4 separate regions of the Mus musculus genome follow, and all the other regions are linked to region 4. The links are chromatin contacts, called in public HiChIP or PLAC-seq maps. All regions are on one chromosome and are shown on one strand. The core of a region is the stretch at or near the end of the contact, and the rest is flanking DNA. Distances in the headings are between cores, read along the strand shown.

What was found. HiChIP or PLAC-seq counts read pairs in DNA pulled down with a chosen protein or histone mark.
Region 1: an H3K27ac HiChIP or PLAC-seq map of microglia shows a contact between it and region 4, with 7 times the contacts expected there. The contact joins two enhancer-like sites. A contact is called at or near these places in 4 of 39 promoter capture datasets (HPC-7-derived erythroid cells, liver and maxillary cranial neural crest), 1 of 15 datasets of contacts at CTCF or cohesin (the NIH/3T3 cell line), 1 of 484 Hi-C or Micro-C datasets (cerebral cortex), 3 of 115 datasets of contacts at active chromatin or transcription factors (bone marrow-derived macrophages, microglia and stem cell-derived neural progenitor cells) and 1 of 9 other capture datasets (macrophages).
Region 2: a contact with region 4 is called in an H3K4me3 HiChIP or PLAC-seq map of forebrain, with 6 times the contacts expected there. The contact joins the promoter of Mapk8ip1 here to the enhancer-like site in region 4. A contact is called at or near these places in 10 of 39 promoter capture datasets (the 3T3-L1 cell line, cranial neural crest, embryonic stem cells and 5 more), 1 of 484 Hi-C or Micro-C datasets (embryonic stem cells) and 13 of 115 datasets of contacts at active chromatin or transcription factors (acute myeloid leukemia, bone marrow-derived macrophages, craniofacial prominence and 7 more).
Region 3: an H3K4me3 HiChIP or PLAC-seq map of bone marrow-derived macrophages shows a contact between it and region 4, with 3 times the contacts expected there. The contact joins two enhancer-like sites. A contact is called at or near these places in 4 of 39 promoter capture datasets (the C10 cell line, embryonic stem cells, macrophages and 1 more), 6 of 115 datasets of contacts at active chromatin or transcription factors (the 230-238 cell line, bone marrow-derived macrophages, fibro-adipogenic progenitors and 3 more) and 2 of 9 other capture datasets (adipose tissue and liver).

What each region holds. Positions count from the first base shown.
Region 1 is chr2:92,271,481-92,275,011 of GRCm38.p6, reverse strand. The region is part of intron 6 of Phf21a (PHD finger protein 21A); the gene reads right to left. Among named protein-coding and RNA genes, the nearest start is that of Mir1955, 81 kb to the right of the region's middle. Within about 2 kb of position 1,416, at least 61 of the 459 cell types and tissues checked have an H3K27ac peak or open chromatin away from gene starts, as enhancers often do. A contact at or near this core is called in bone marrow-derived macrophages, cerebral cortex and microglia, where this site is marked.
Region 2 is chr2:92,399,441-92,403,127 of GRCm38.p6, reverse strand. Mapk8ip1 (mitogen-activated protein kinase 8 interacting protein 1) reads left to right here and starts at 1,865. Exons shown (of 12, transcript NM_011162.5): 1 at 1,865-2,099. The coding sequence starts at 2,002.
Region 3 is chr2:91,694,716-91,698,162 of GRCm38.p6, reverse strand. It overlaps Atg13 (autophagy related 13), which reads left to right. Exons shown (of 17, transcript NM_001355419.1): 2 at 2,164-2,245. The coding sequence starts at 2,177. Among named protein-coding and RNA genes, the nearest start is that of Atg13, 14 kb to the left of the region's middle. Within about 2 kb of position 1,797, at least 55 of the 459 cell types and tissues checked have an H3K27ac peak or open chromatin away from gene starts, as enhancers often do. A contact at or near this core is called in adipose tissue, bone marrow-derived macrophages and macrophages, where this site is marked.
Region 4 is chr2:91,970,156-91,973,943 of GRCm38.p6, reverse strand. It overlaps a transcript of Dgkz not described here. Among named protein-coding and RNA genes, the nearest start is that of Dgkz, 22 kb to the right of the region's middle. Within about 2 kb of position 1,528, at least 145 of the 459 cell types and tissues checked have an H3K27ac peak or open chromatin away from gene starts, as enhancers often do. A contact at or near this core is called in acute myeloid leukemia, adipose tissue, bone marrow-derived macrophages and 7 more, where this site is marked.

The DNA of each region.
Region 1 (3,531 bases), core at 167-2,666, 300 kb before region 4:
CTAGGACAGCCAGAACTACATACACCTTCCCCCCCAATCAAAAAGTGATGAAATATTTTATGTTCTCATTCAACTATTTTTAAATCTTTTTAAGATCACATTTTAAAGAACTTGAATATTTTTTTCTTCCATACAATAGAGGGAAAAATAGGGGAGGGGAAGATAGGAGGAGAAAGGGATGAAGGGAGAGGAGAGGAATGAGAGGAGGAAGGAGGGAGGAGTGAGAAGGGAGAGGGAGAGATTCTAAGAACAACTTGTACTCTGGGCAAGATGTGAAGGAAATGGGGGTAACTGATCAGAGAGAATCCTGACACACCTGTATTTTCTCTCAGGTCAGTAACTGACACAGCAAACAAGATAGAACCATGAAGAACTCCAGTGCCAGAGTTCTCGGAGGACTAGCATGTCAGGCAGTACTGAGCACCTAGCGCACAGTCTATCAGGGAGCACATGAGCTCAAACCTGCAGAATTATTTCTTCCTGTCATGTGGCCATTTCAATCAATGCCTGATCCTGAGTTTTGTTCTGCAATACATCCATTCCAAACTCTCCTCAGCAAGTCTTTTGCCTCCTGCCTGTGTCAGAAACATGTTTTCTTAGTTCCCAACTGCAGTAATAACTGAAGCTACCCATCTTTCTTTGTTGTTGTTGTTGTTTTTTAATACTTTTTATTAGGTATTTTCCTCATTTACATTTCCAATGCTATCCCAAAAGTCCCCCATACCCTCCCACCCACTCCCCTACCCACCCACTCCCACATTTTGGCCCTGGCGTTCCCCTGTACTGGGGCATAAAAAGTTTGCAAGTCCAATGGGCCTCTCTTTCCAGTGATGGCCGACTAGGCCTCTTTTGATACATATGAGCTAGAGTCAAGAGCTCTGGGGTACTGGTTAGTTCATAATGTTGTTCCACCTATAGGGTTACAGATCCCTTTAGCTCCTTGGCTACCCATCTTTCACAGGCCTGCCAAGTTCATAATCAAGAAACCACAGTTTGGACTGATATGTCACTTCCTTGGCTAAAACAGACAGACAGACAGACAGACAGACAGACAGACAGATAGACAGACTGACTCAGAGCTGCAAGCGTAAGAGAAGGCTAGTGGGAACTATACTCTTTAGGAGAGAAAAGCAGCACAGACGTACTCTGTCTAAAGCAGACACATGTGGAAGACGAAAGGCTGTGTGTTTCCTCCACTGTTTGGGTCTCAGGCTCTCTTCAGATTAATAGGTATGGAGGCAGGTCAAATCCAGAGCACCTGGCTGGGACTCTTTTCCTCTGGTTTTAACTCTGAGACCAAACACTGTTCAGAAAAGTACTCAGTAATTTTTTCTCTTCCAGAGACTTTATTATTAGCACTCTATTCAAAGTGAAAGTATCCCTGAATACTCAGAAGCGACTCTCACTCAGAATGAGACATGAATGCCTGATTAAAGCTAGCAGCAGGTTTGAGGTCTAGATTGTAATAGGGTCACATAGCTACCCAATTTCCCCAAATGCACAGCTTTTTGTTCGTTTCTACACCAAAATAAAGACAATAGTTTTATTTGCTGATTGCCAAATCAGTCAAAACCTGATCGTAAATGCTGGTTTAAAGAAAAATGTTTGGGCATAGAGGAACAGCTCAGCGTCTGAACACTCCACACTGTGCATGGGAGCCTGGGTTCAGTCTCAAAACTCAGATGAAAAAGGTTGGGAACTGTGCCAATCTCTAGCCGTTTCTCAAACATGGACTGGCTGGCACTGGGGTCTAACTTAGTAAGTCTAGAGCAGTGGTTCTCACCCTTCCTCATGCTGCAACCCTTCACTACAATGCATGCTGTGGTGACCTGCAGCCATAACACTATTTCATTGCTACTTCGTACCTCTAACTTTGCTAGTTATGAATCAAAATGTAAATATCAGATATGCAGGATATCTGGTAAGTGACCCCAAAGGTCTCGACCCACAGGTTGAGATCCACTGGAATAGAACACCATCCATTATCCTTAGGATAACTGCAGCTGCATAAAATGAGCATCTCACAGAAAAACAGAAATGTATTTTCATTTAAATCTTTTCTTTTGGTGCAGAGGACTGAAGTTAGGGCCTTGCATATACCAAACATTCATGATCAGAGTAAACAACACTCCCAACCCAAAACTAAAGACAAAAACACTGAAATCAATTTAAAATGTAGATTTCTATTAGCCAAAGGGCTGCACAGTCTTATCATCTGTGGGCATTGCTGCTCTCCAAGTACACGAACTGTTCACAGAGACAGGACTGCTCAACACAGCACCTGCTTTGTAGCACAGCTGGCCTCGAGCTCTCAAGCTTCTGGGCTTAAGTCACCTAAGCACTGGGATCAGTGCCAAGCCACACCACCACATCTTCACATTTTTAACAAGTTTCACAGGCAAAAAGAAATCCACTTCATTATCATTATTCTTTGATTAGTGAAACTGAATATCAACTATATACTGAGCATTAATGACATGTGTCATCTATCTATCTGCAAGCCACTTCTCTCCAGTTGTATCGTTCTCTGGCTTGTAAGAAAACTACTTCTGAATTTTTCACTCATTTTAATTTACGACTTTACTACATATGTACCTGCAAACTGTAACTGTGTGTGTGTGTTGTTATGGATTGAACCTAGGGCCTCACAACCTCATACATTAGCCAAGTTCTCATTTCAACTACACAGGTCCCAATTATATTTTAATAGCTTTTAAGTATCCTTCTGTAATTTTAATTTTCCTCCAGTATTGCAAAATTCCCCATGATGATTAACAAATCTGTAGTTCATTCATTTTTCTTTTGTAACTGTAGTATATCATTTTACTCTAAAAATATACCACAATTTATTTGTCAAAAGATGCTCGGATTGATTCTGTTTCAGCTATTATGAAAAAGTCCACTGTAAACAAGTCCCTCTGTGCATCACTAAGGGCACCTCTAGAGCTACCCTGTCCAGTACAGTATCTGTTAGCCACATGTGGCTATTGAACATGGAAATGCGGCTATAGAAAATGAGACATGCTACAGGTAGAAAATACAAACACCAGGTTAAAAGACTTTGTAAAGAAAAAAATGTAAAACAGCTCACAGGAGACTTACAATGTTGATCATATGTTGAAGTATTTTAGATTCCAGAATTTAAATTAAGTATTTAGATTTAAAATTACAGCGAAATAGTACATTTTATAAAATATGTAGTTAAAACTGATGATCATAACTTAAAATGACTCCTACCTATTTTCTTGTTGTAACGCAGCAACTAGAAAAGACTACTTTACATTTGCAGCCACACTGGACAATGATGCTCTAGAATAAGACACATAGGTGCACATTTCAGATTTGCTACAAAATACAAATGCTGCTCCCCATGTGGCAAACCAGCCACTAGTACACAGGATTCTCAACTCCATATCAATAATTATTGTTGATATTATGTATATTTACTTTGCCCATGTGGTAAAACAATATCTCATGGTTTTACATGTATATGTATATTAAATATATATGTGTGTGTATATATGTGCGTGT
Region 2 (3,687 bases), core at 616-3,115, 430 kb before region 4:
CTAAGACTGGCCTCCCTCTCTGGGCTTCTCATGTAGCTTTGGCGTGGCTGGAGAAGCTGAGATACCTTTGTTCTTGAGCAGAGGTTCTATGAGAGGGAACTGTCCTACATACTCACACACTTCTGACCTCCTGGGGATGCTGCCCAGTGGAGACAAGCACACATTAACCATGCTAATCAGGCATGGCTGCTTTCCTGGGAGGGAGGGAGGGAGGGAGGGAGGGAGGGAGGGAGGGAGGAAGGTGCCTTAACAGCAGATGGTTTGGGCAGGGCCTCCTGTGAGAGGCCTGAGCCAGAGCAGAGAGTTAAAGTGACCAAACCTTTACCTCTTGAAGCATCAGTGGCAGGGAGGGGAGAGGCAGCCAAGGCCTCTGGCTTTAGGTTCTGGAGTGTTCTCAGGGCTGAAGCAGGGAGATTGAGTACTACAAGGTAGGTGCCTACGCTTCTTGCTGGAAAGGGGAAGGAGGCAATCAAGTTTGCACAGACTGTAGAACATTGGTCTGTCCTGCTCCATTTATGTGAAGGGCAGGGTCTGTGGCCAGAGGTGACCTGGCAGGGAGGCTCTCTGAGCCACCAAAAACGGGGACTCGAGTCTTGGTAAACGGTGTTGTGTGAGAAAACCCAATAGAGAACCAGGAAGAAAGCACAGCTAGACCCAGAGTGGGTGCAAGGAACAGAAGCAACCACAAAGCTCTCAAGAATCCGGCCCTGGGGATGAGGAAGGTCCTAGGCCTTAGGGTAGGAGAAGCCAGTTCAGGACTGTGTGAGTGCAAAAGGGGTGCTAGATAGAAAACGCAGTGGGAAGACAGGTGCTGAGAACTGGGCACAGGAGTTCACACTAATCCCCCAGTTTAGCAGGAGACTCAAGAAGATTGTCATCAGTTCTTAGTCAGCTGAGGCTACATGGTAACTTCCAGGACAAACTGGAAATGAAAGAAAAACAAGTGATGGGGTAGTCCTGGCATACAGAGGCTTCACAGGGCTAAGAAACCAAAAGCATCACTCAGGTTATCAGGGGTGGTCAGGGCTCAAGGGGGTCTTTGCTGAAGGAGGCAGAGGCAGGAGGATCACGAGTTGGAGGCCAGCTTGGGCTACACATTTTTAGGCCGGGCATGGTGGCGCACGCCTTTAATCCCAGCACTTGGGAGGCAGAGGCAGGCGGATTTCTGAGTTCGAGGCCAGCCTGGTCTACAGAGTGAGTTCCAGGGCTATACAGAGAAACCCTGTCTCAAAAATCAAAACAAAACTAAAGGGTGGGTCTTGATAGAGGTGGCCTTCAGAGATTTCTGCGGGAGGTGATCCCAGTGCACAGGTGGGTGTTCCCAGCTCCCAGGGACAAGTATTTCTATCGTTTTTCTTCCTCCCCATGCTCATGGAGGGCTCATATTCCATTTCACACATGGGAAAGACAAGCCTTGGAACTATGAGGTCACTAATGCAATTCTCCACTGCCTGTTCACTTGTGGAACCAAGCTGTGGTCTTAGGTCACCTGGCCCCATAGCTGACTGCTCTTGGACCCCACTCCACCACCATCTCTCCTTTCTCAGCCATCTTCTGTAACCCTTTTCCTACCCCAGTTGCTGTGGAAGGCCAAAGACGGACTTGGGGAGCAGGATCTTGCCATCCGCTGATGCCCTCGATCTAGGTCCAGCTCTGAGGAGAGCAAAGCTTTGCCAGTGCTTGGAATGTCCCTGGGATGTGTAGGGAGGCCGAGGGGACCCAGGGCCACGGGATCGAAGCGTCAGCACTTCGGAGAGCGCCGGGGCGGGGCGGGGCGGGGGCGGGGCCACAAGACCCCAGCCGGCCCGGGGGCGCGCGCGGGGCGCTCTCGCGGGGGCCGCAGGCGAAGCGGCGCGCTGTCCGGAGCCGCGCCCGCCCCAGCTCAGTCCGAACCCCGCGGCGGCGGCGGCCTCCTCCACGCGCCTCCGCTGCTGCCGCCGCCGCCGCCGCCGCCGCCTCCCGCGCCGCTCTCCGCCCGGATGGCCAGGGCTGCACCCCGGAATGGCGGAGCGAGAGAGCGGCCTGGGCGGGGGCGCCGCGTCCCCACCGGCCGCTTCCCCATTCCTGGGACTGCACATCGCGTCGCCTCCCAATTTCAGGTAAGGATCGAGGCCCGGAACCTCGGGATCCTTGGAGACCCTGAGGGCGGCGTCCTTTCCCGGCCGAGCCCCCAGCCCCCACAACCTCCAGTCCAGGTTGGTGGCCACCGCGTGGCCCCCCGCAGCTCCTTCTGCCATTCCGTGTCATGGGGTGGGGTGATTGAGGTGGATCTGGGGCAGGAACCTGGGAGGTCGCCTTTCCCCTCCACCTTGGCGGGAGTGGGTCTGGGGTTTGGATGGAATTCCCGGTGCAGCAATCCGCCCAGACTTTATCCTGCCGCGTTCAAGGTATCTAACCCAAGGTGGAAGTAGGCTAAGGGGTTGGGGGCCCAGAGGCCCCAATTCAAAACCCTTGGTCCTTTAAGAAGAGTCGTGAACCCCTCTCCCAGCTAGCTTGGCCAGATGGGTCAGATTGCTAGGCGATCTTGGACAGGGTCTTCTGAATTTGGGCAGCTCCCTGGTCAGTTGTATCTCAGGACAGGTGCAGAAGGATTGGCCTCAACCAGTGAAACCCAATTTGCTTGAGGGAGGGGAATCTGCCTGTGGATATCCAGGGATACTGTTGGGGGGTCCCCACTGTGTAAAGACTCAGGACACCGAACTGAGCTCCTCTTTGACCCACCCCTCCATCTGATGTTAGACCAGGTGAATGAATTTCAGAGATGTAAGGCATGATGTGTTGAACCGGTGACTGTCCTCTCTTCACCTTTTCACACACATACACACATACACACACACACACACACACACACACACACACACACACACACACACAGAGAGAGAGAGAGAGAGAGAGAGAGAGAGTGACGAAGAAGAGAAGGGTGTCACTGCTCCAGAATGTAGAAGCTGAGACATACCTCATTGTTTCCCCATCAGGAGCAGGCGCCTTTCTCTCTCCTGGGACCCTTGCTCCAGCCAGGCCCCAGCTGGGCTCTGGCGCCAAGTTGTCATCTATTGAAGGGGTCTCTAGCTCCCAGGTCCTCAGGTGGGCAGACACACACACACACACACACACACACACACACACAGACACACACACACACACACACACACACACACACACACACACACACACACACACGATCTTAAATGGTATGATCAGGCCCTGAATCCTCCAAGGAGGCCCTAAACCCAGCTGAGAGAACCAGAAGGAGGGGGCCAGAGGATGGTTCCAAACCTGAGGAAAGCCTCCAGGCTAATGCTTCAGATTCTCCCTGGTAGGTCAGGCCTTTGCAGGGGAAGAGAATTAGCTGCGAGGGACAGAGGTTCGAATCCTGTTTCCACTGCTTCCTCGCTGCCTGATCCAAGCTTGCTTTTGTCTTTGGTCTCATCTGTGGAGTGGGTTAATTAATATTGATTCCTGCCTGGGAAGGAGACAGTATGCACCAAGTCACTGTTCAACAGGTAGCCGGCCACACTGGCAGAAATCTGTACAGCTTGTTTCTGTCAAAGTGTTTCTCCAGGGTAGTTCACTGAACCTTCACAACCATCCTGAGGGCCCACCCTAATCTGCCCTTTGCTGAGCTGAGGCGATGGAAGATAAGGAAGGCAGAGGGGCTAGCCTAGGAACCACAGAAAAATCTGACTG
Region 3 (3,447 bases), core at 548-3,047, 280 kb after region 4:
GCTGATCTTAAGTACATAGAGATCTGCCTGTCTCTTTCTCCACAGTGCAGAGATTAAAGGCACTTGCCATAAGGTCCAAATTTTTTTATTTTAATTTTTTTTTAACTTGTAAAGTTGTTCTGCAAACAAGAATGGTTTAACTTTTCAGTTTTGTTTTGTCGAATGTTGAATCTAGGGCCTCACACATGATAGGTAAGTTGTCTACTACTAAGCTGTATGCCCAGCTTATGCCCCTTTTTACTCTTGTTTTGAGATAGAGATGAGTCCACAAGCAAGCTTCAAAATAATCCTCCTCTCCAGTCATGGTGGCACACGCCTTTAATCCCAGCACTTGGGAGGCAGAGGCAGGCAGATTTCTGAGTTCCAGGAAAGCCTGGTCTACAGAGTGAGTTCCAGGACAGCCAGGGCTACACAGAGAAACCCTGTCTCGAAAACCAAAAAATAAATAAATTAAATCCTGCCTCCGTCTTCCAAGCTCTGGAGTCGGGTGCACGGGTCATCATGCTTGACTCTTAACTTCTTTGCCTATTTGAGTGCGTTTCCTTTCTCCCCTTTTTTTCGTGTTTTTATGCATGTGTGGGAGTACATGTATATGTATATATATATATATATATATATATATATATATATGTATGTACAGTGCATATATATATGTGCACATATATATATGTGTATGTACAGTGCATGAAGAAGACAGTTTGATATCAGGTATCTTCCTCAGTTGCTTCTCTCCTTATGTATCAAGTCAGGGTCTCGAACTTGAACTCAGAGCTCATTGATGTGGCTAGTCCAGCTAGCCAGCTTGCTCTGGGATCCAAGGACTGGGATTACAGATGGGCTGCCACATCCATCCAACATTTATGGGATTCTAGGGTGTTTTTTATTTTTAATTTTTTGTTATTTTATTGTACATTAGTGTTTTGCCTGCATGTATATCTGTATGAGGGGGTCAGATCCCCTGGAACTGGAATTACTTACAGTTGTGAGCTGCCATGTAGGTTCTGGGAATTGAACTGAGACCCTCTGGACAAACAACTAGTGCGCTAGCCCAGGTGTGTTGTTTTTAATTTATATGAGTGTACGTCTGTGTGGTGGGGCACCCAGGGAAAACAGAGGAGGCCTCTTAGCATTTGGAGCCAGAGATACAGGCATCTGTGAACTGACGTGGTACTGGGATCCAAATTTCTATCCAGCAAGTGCTCTTAACCATTGAGCTACCTCTCTAGCATTGTGGATGATTGCTCTTATAAGCGTTGTTAGTCCCTGAATTACTGAATAATGTTGGGCATGAAGTTTCAGAAGCGGGTCTCAGGAAGCAAAATGTCTGTCTGTCTTGGAAAAGAAAAGAAAATGGATACTTCATATTTCCAAACATCTTTTACTCCATTACTAGCATGACATTCATGCTCTTCTTTTCCTAAATGTTTTATTCCTTCTTATCATTTCAAACCAGTTCATACACGTTTACCCTAGGCTAGATGAGAGGGTGGGCACCAATGTGCTTTGGAAATTTGTGATCTTCCTTGAGACTGAAGTGTTCCCATATGAGTTCTTTATTCTGAAGATAGCTTTTCCTGTCACTAGCTTCTCAGAACAGATCTGGAGTCTTCAAAAGTGAGAGTGATTGGTGGTCTTTTGAAGTAATGTAGATTAACTCATTTGTGTTAGCAATGCTTCTCATGAAAGTTAGATAAATTCTATTTAAAGCTCAAAGTTTCACAATCTGGCTTGGGTGGTGACTCATTGGGTAAAGTACTTGTTGCACAAGTTTGAGGACTTGAGTTTGAGTCCCTAGAACTCACGTAAAGCCAGGCAGTCATGTGTCTACATCCCTATGGCAACATGGAAGGGTAGAGACAAGTCTCCAGAAGCCCACAGCACTGGAGTTTGGCCCCTCCCCTCCATCATATTCAAAACTTCAGAGTGAGTCTAATTGACCTCATATTTCGTAGGTTCCTAGATATGGCTGCTTGTGTGGGATTAGTTTCCTCAAGTGATAGTATTTTAATGTTTTCTCCTTTGGTATCTTTGAAGGAAATCTCTTCTCCCACTCCCACATGACTGTTGTACAGCTAGTAGGCTCCCGTCTGTGCTCTGACGTAGTGATCTGTTTTTAAACAGGTTAGTCACATTTGTCATCGCTTCTCTTGTGTTCTGTTACAGGTTCCAGCAGGCAATGGAAACTGAACTCAGCTCCCAGGACAGGAAGGACTTGGACAAGTTTATTAAGTTTTTTGCCCTCAAGGTAATATGGCCATTTTCTTGAGCCGGGGACAGCTAGAAATATTATCATACTTCTCCCTTACAGAGCCGCCGTTGGAAGTGTAGCATAACAGCTTGCAGCTTACCCATTTTCGGGGATACTTCTGTCTGTTGTAAACCAAACTGTGAAGTGTGGGGGTGGAGTTGGGGGTGTAACTAAAAAGTAGCTTCCAATTTTCCACAGCTACTTGTTCAAAAAAATTTTTTTTATAAGGCTGTCTGTAGAAATGTCAAAGTGTTATCTCAGGCTGTTGGCACTGTATGTTCCCTTGGGATGGGAACAAAGACTGAACTGGAATGGGCAGCCTTTCGGCATCTTCCTCACTGCTTCAACTAACACCAGAACGTCCAGTGTGTTAGTGACTTCCCTTGTTCTGTAACCAAATTCTTGAAGTAACCTGAGGGAGGAAGCTTTTGTTTTGTCTCATAGTTGAGAGAATGTAGTCTATCCTGAAGGCTGGAGGCTGCTGGCTCATCATGTGGGATCAGGATGCAGAGAAATGAAAATTCCAGCGCTCATCTGGCTGACTCTTGGTTTTGAGATAAGGTTTCACTTTGTAATCCAGGCAGGCCTCAAACCCATACAGTCCCACGTCAGCCTTCCCAGTGCTAGGATTACACGTGTGAGCACTGCTCTGTATTCCCATTTTCCCTTTTCACATTCTGTTTGTTTGTTTGTTTGTTTGTTTGTTTTTCAAAACAGGGTTTTCTGTATAGCCCTGGCTGTCCTGGAACTCACTTTGTAGACCAGGCTGGCCTCAAACTCAGAAATCCACCTGCCTCTGCCTCCTGAGTGCTGGGATTAAAGGTGTACGCCACCACGCCCGGCTTTTTTTTTTTTTTAAGATTTATTTATTCATTTATTATATGGAAGTACACTGTAGCTGTCTTTAGACACACCAGAAGAGGGCATCAGATCTCATTACAGATGATTGTGAGCCGCCATGTGGTTGCTGGGATTTGAACTCAGGACTTTCAGAAGAGCAGTCAGTGATCTTAACTGCTGAGCCATCTCACCAGCCCTTCACATTCTTATTACTCCTTTTGTTTGTGTGGGTGTGTTTGTGGGGGTGTAGGGTGTGTGGGGATGTATACACACATGCACGAATGTGCACATACCACAGCACTTGTGGAAGTCAGCAGACAATTTAGAGGAGTCTGTTCCCTCCTTCCACCATGTGGGTC
Region 4 (3,788 bases), core at 279-2,778:
CAGAACTGGGCAAGGCATTAAGGCAAGGGGAGCCTCTGGGTCTGGAAAGAGAATGCAGCTCTAGGCCCTTTGAGCCTTCTGTGGTAGAGGAGGAGGTGTAAATCCGGAGAGGCCTGCTGCACTCTCTTCCAGGCTGTCCCAGGGCTGTCAGGAGCTCAGGCCCACCGTGACCCTTTTCACATCCTCTGCCTGCCACTTTCATAAAGCTCTAGCTCACAGCTAAACCTCCAGTCCTGCTGTGAGGAGTGGCTAAGAAAAGCAGTTGAAAGCCCTTCACGGAGAGAAAGGGCTTTCAGGCAGAAGTGTGGGGGCAATGAATATGAGGGTGGGTGGGTGTGTGCAAGCGGAAGCAGGACTGAGGCCAGGCTGCTTCTGACGCAAGTGAGGACCACAGGGGCTTTCAGCAGGATTGGAGAAGATGCTAGGGAGGAGGGGCCTGACGAGAAGTACCTCTGGGCTCTTTCCAGAGCCATCATAAGCTAGCAAACAAAACAAGTTTGGATTTGAGAAGGGTCAAAGGGGACCTAGTTTCCAATAAATCCCATCAGAAAGGGCAGGACAGTATGTAGAGCCCATGTGTCTCACATGTGTATCTGGACTGGGGAGAAGCTATCCCAAGCACAGAAGGAGTCCTAACCAGTTAGGGTTGGGTTCAAGAGACTTCTTGCAATGATGACTCCAGCTAAGGAAGACAGAGGGTATGAGGGATGCTGTGTTTGTGGACCACCTCCAATGTTATGCCCAGTAGGTACCAAACCAGATCACCTAAGTATGTCTTTTTAAATGAATTTTTTTAAGAAAAGATTAAAAAAAAATGTGTGTGTGAGAGAGAAAGCCTGCATGCCAGATGTGTACAGGATCCTAAAGAGACAAGAAGGTCAGATGCCCTGAAATTGGAGTTACAGGCAGTTGTGAGCCACCATATGTTCCTGGGAACTGAACTTGGGTTTTATTCAAGACCAGCTCATTGCAGAACCATCTCTCCAGCCTCCTAAAATGTATTCTTAAGGCTGGAGTTGTAGCTCCATGACAAAGTGCTTGCATAGCATGGGTGGGATCCTAGGTTCAATCTCTTAAGACCTCAAGAAAAAATAAATAAAAAATAAAATGGTTTCTTAAAGCCTTGGACTCGGGTTAGAGTCTCGATCTGGATCTGTAAACCTCTCCAGTAATTCTGGTAGCCCTGTCAGTTTGAAAACCACTTGTTTGTACCTATGGAGACGTCAAAGAGAAAGATTCTGGATAAAAGAGGGTACAATGGATATTATTTGCTGGGTGTGGCTGGCAGAGGTATCCCTGTACAGATTCAATCATGGCCCAGACGCTCTGGCCCTGCCGACACACTGCCTGACACGGACTTAGGAGGCGGAGGCTCAGACTTTTTCCTCGACAAAAGTAGGATCCTGCACAAGGCCAGACAGTAAATATTTCAGGCGTTGGAAGTCACGTGCTCCTTGTCACAGCTATTCAGCCCTGCCAGTGGTGCACAAAGCAATCACAGGCAGCGTGTAAAGGAATGAGGGCGCCTGGCTTCCTCTTAAGTTTTGCTTACGGACCCTGAACTTTACAACTCGTGTCATCTCACTGTCGCAAACTATTATTCTTTTGGTACTTCCTGTTTCTCGAAATGTTGAAACCATTGAAACCATTCTTAGCTCACGGGACCCTACACAATCAGGCAGTGGGTCGGATGAGGCCCTGGAGCCATGACTCAGTAGACAGCACACTGATGCGGTAATCCACCTGGGCAGAGACCATTCCAACACGGGCAGCAATTTCCACACATGGGCACATGGGCTTGGGGTCTGAGGGTTTGAGGGTTCCCGGAAACCAGCGCTGACTCTTCTGAGCCTGTGAAACTTTCACCTCTAACCCTGTTTCCTCATATGGAAAATGGGAACAATAGTATCCACTCAGTAGTACGGCTTGAAGGATATTATAGACAAGCGGCATACAGGGGAAGTAATGAACCGCCCCCTAGATCTCTCGCTAGAGTAAGACCGGTTAGGGAGGTCCAGGAAGGATGGTGGATGCTGCCTCTGAGCAGTGATAGTGGGAACAGAGGCTAGCAAAGCTAGCCAGAGACTGAGAGCAGGAACTGAGCATGTCCCAGCCCCCACTGCCCCCTTTCCCCTCCACCCTTCCAGGACGGCTAGTGGCGCCAGTTGGCAGGGAGGGTGCCCCCTGCAGCGGGCACAGAGCCGCAGGGACACAGCTCCTCGAGGGAGGGGCACCTGATCCTACTCTCCCTGCTGCTATTTACCAGAAGCTAAAAATAACCCTGGAGTGACAGGGAGATGGGGCCGATTTGTAATTTAAATAGCAACAGGATAAAGCAAGAAGCTTGCAAGAGATCACATTCTGTCCCGAATTAAAAATGCAAAAACCGGGGGCAGAGAGCTGAGCTGGAGCAGGGGGAGGGAGGGGACTGCTGCCAAAGGAAGCCGGAAGCCGGGGGTCCGTCCATTTTCCTTCCTTGCCAAGAACGGGAGCCCAGGCCCTGACCAGAACTCTTTCCTCCAGTCACAGGTTCACGCAGAAGAGGGAATGAAAGGCCAGAGCCTTCAGAGTCCAAGGGCGGGAATAGACTCATTCTAAGGCCTTATAGCAGCAGTTGGCCGCCCAGAAGAGGGCTTCACCAGAGGATGTGTCCCCAGCAGCTCAGATGCCAGATGGCATAAGCCGCTGAGTATGCCCAGGCTGCCTGGAGGTAGCTGTGGCTTTTGAGGAGGTTCCCAGGGGCACTTTGGAAGAAGTGAGGGCCAAAGAAGTTTTTGTCTCAGTCAGTACATTTTCACATCAGGGCATTCAGAAGAGCCATAAAGGACCAGGGCCCAAGGACAAGGGTCAATCCAGGCTGGGAAACCTCTTTGGTGATGTGGAAGGGAGTAGGGCAAGAGAACGGACTCTTGCAGGCCTTTGAGATCCACAGATGATTGTGGAGGAAGTTGTGCACAACAGGGTTGGAGTTCCCTGAAAGCCACAAACATGGACTATTGTGGTTCAGAGAAGTCAAACAATTTCTTAAGATCACACAGCAGAAACTTATCTGATCTATTTCATTCCAAAGCCATTTCCCTAACCATACTGGCTTCCAGGGGCCTGGCCTTTCATCCTGGAGGGTCTTTTCTTTGGGCTTCTTACTAAGTAATGGTATCTGGGAAGGATAATGGGACATGGGATAGGGGGTGAAAGACTGAAAGATTTCTTTAAAATTTGAGCTTGTGACTCTACCAGGGTGTGGGAGGAATGTCAGGTACCTACCTGTCCCGCATTAGGGGTTTTGTGGAATCCAAACTGGGGCCAGAAGGGAGACTCTAGAGCAGACCCTGCTGAACCCCAGAAAGAGAGCCATGTAAGCCCCTTCTTCCTTTCAGTGCAGGGATCCTAATAGAGGCAGAGTGTCTTCCAAATGATGACAGTCTGGAAACACCTCTGACTGCTGAGCTGTCTGTGCTAGTACTGTATCCCCCGTCCCAATGGAAGAGAGTCCTGCCTTTTCTCTGCTCAGACTCCTTTCTGTTCATAGCTTTCATAAAGACACCCTGGAGGGGTTTCTCCAATTCCCATCTGTCACCAGCAGCACCTACATCCTACCACAGGCACACCTGTCCTCTCAGTGAGGGTGGAGTCTCCCAGGGGCTATGCAAGTATTCGGATCCCAGGCTTCAGAGCTGATGAGGGATTTTGACTTTAGAAAACCTCTGGGTCTCCAGGTGTGGTGATCTATGTAGACTCAGCTACTCTGGAAGCAGAGGCCAGAGATTCACTGACTCTAGGTATTTGTG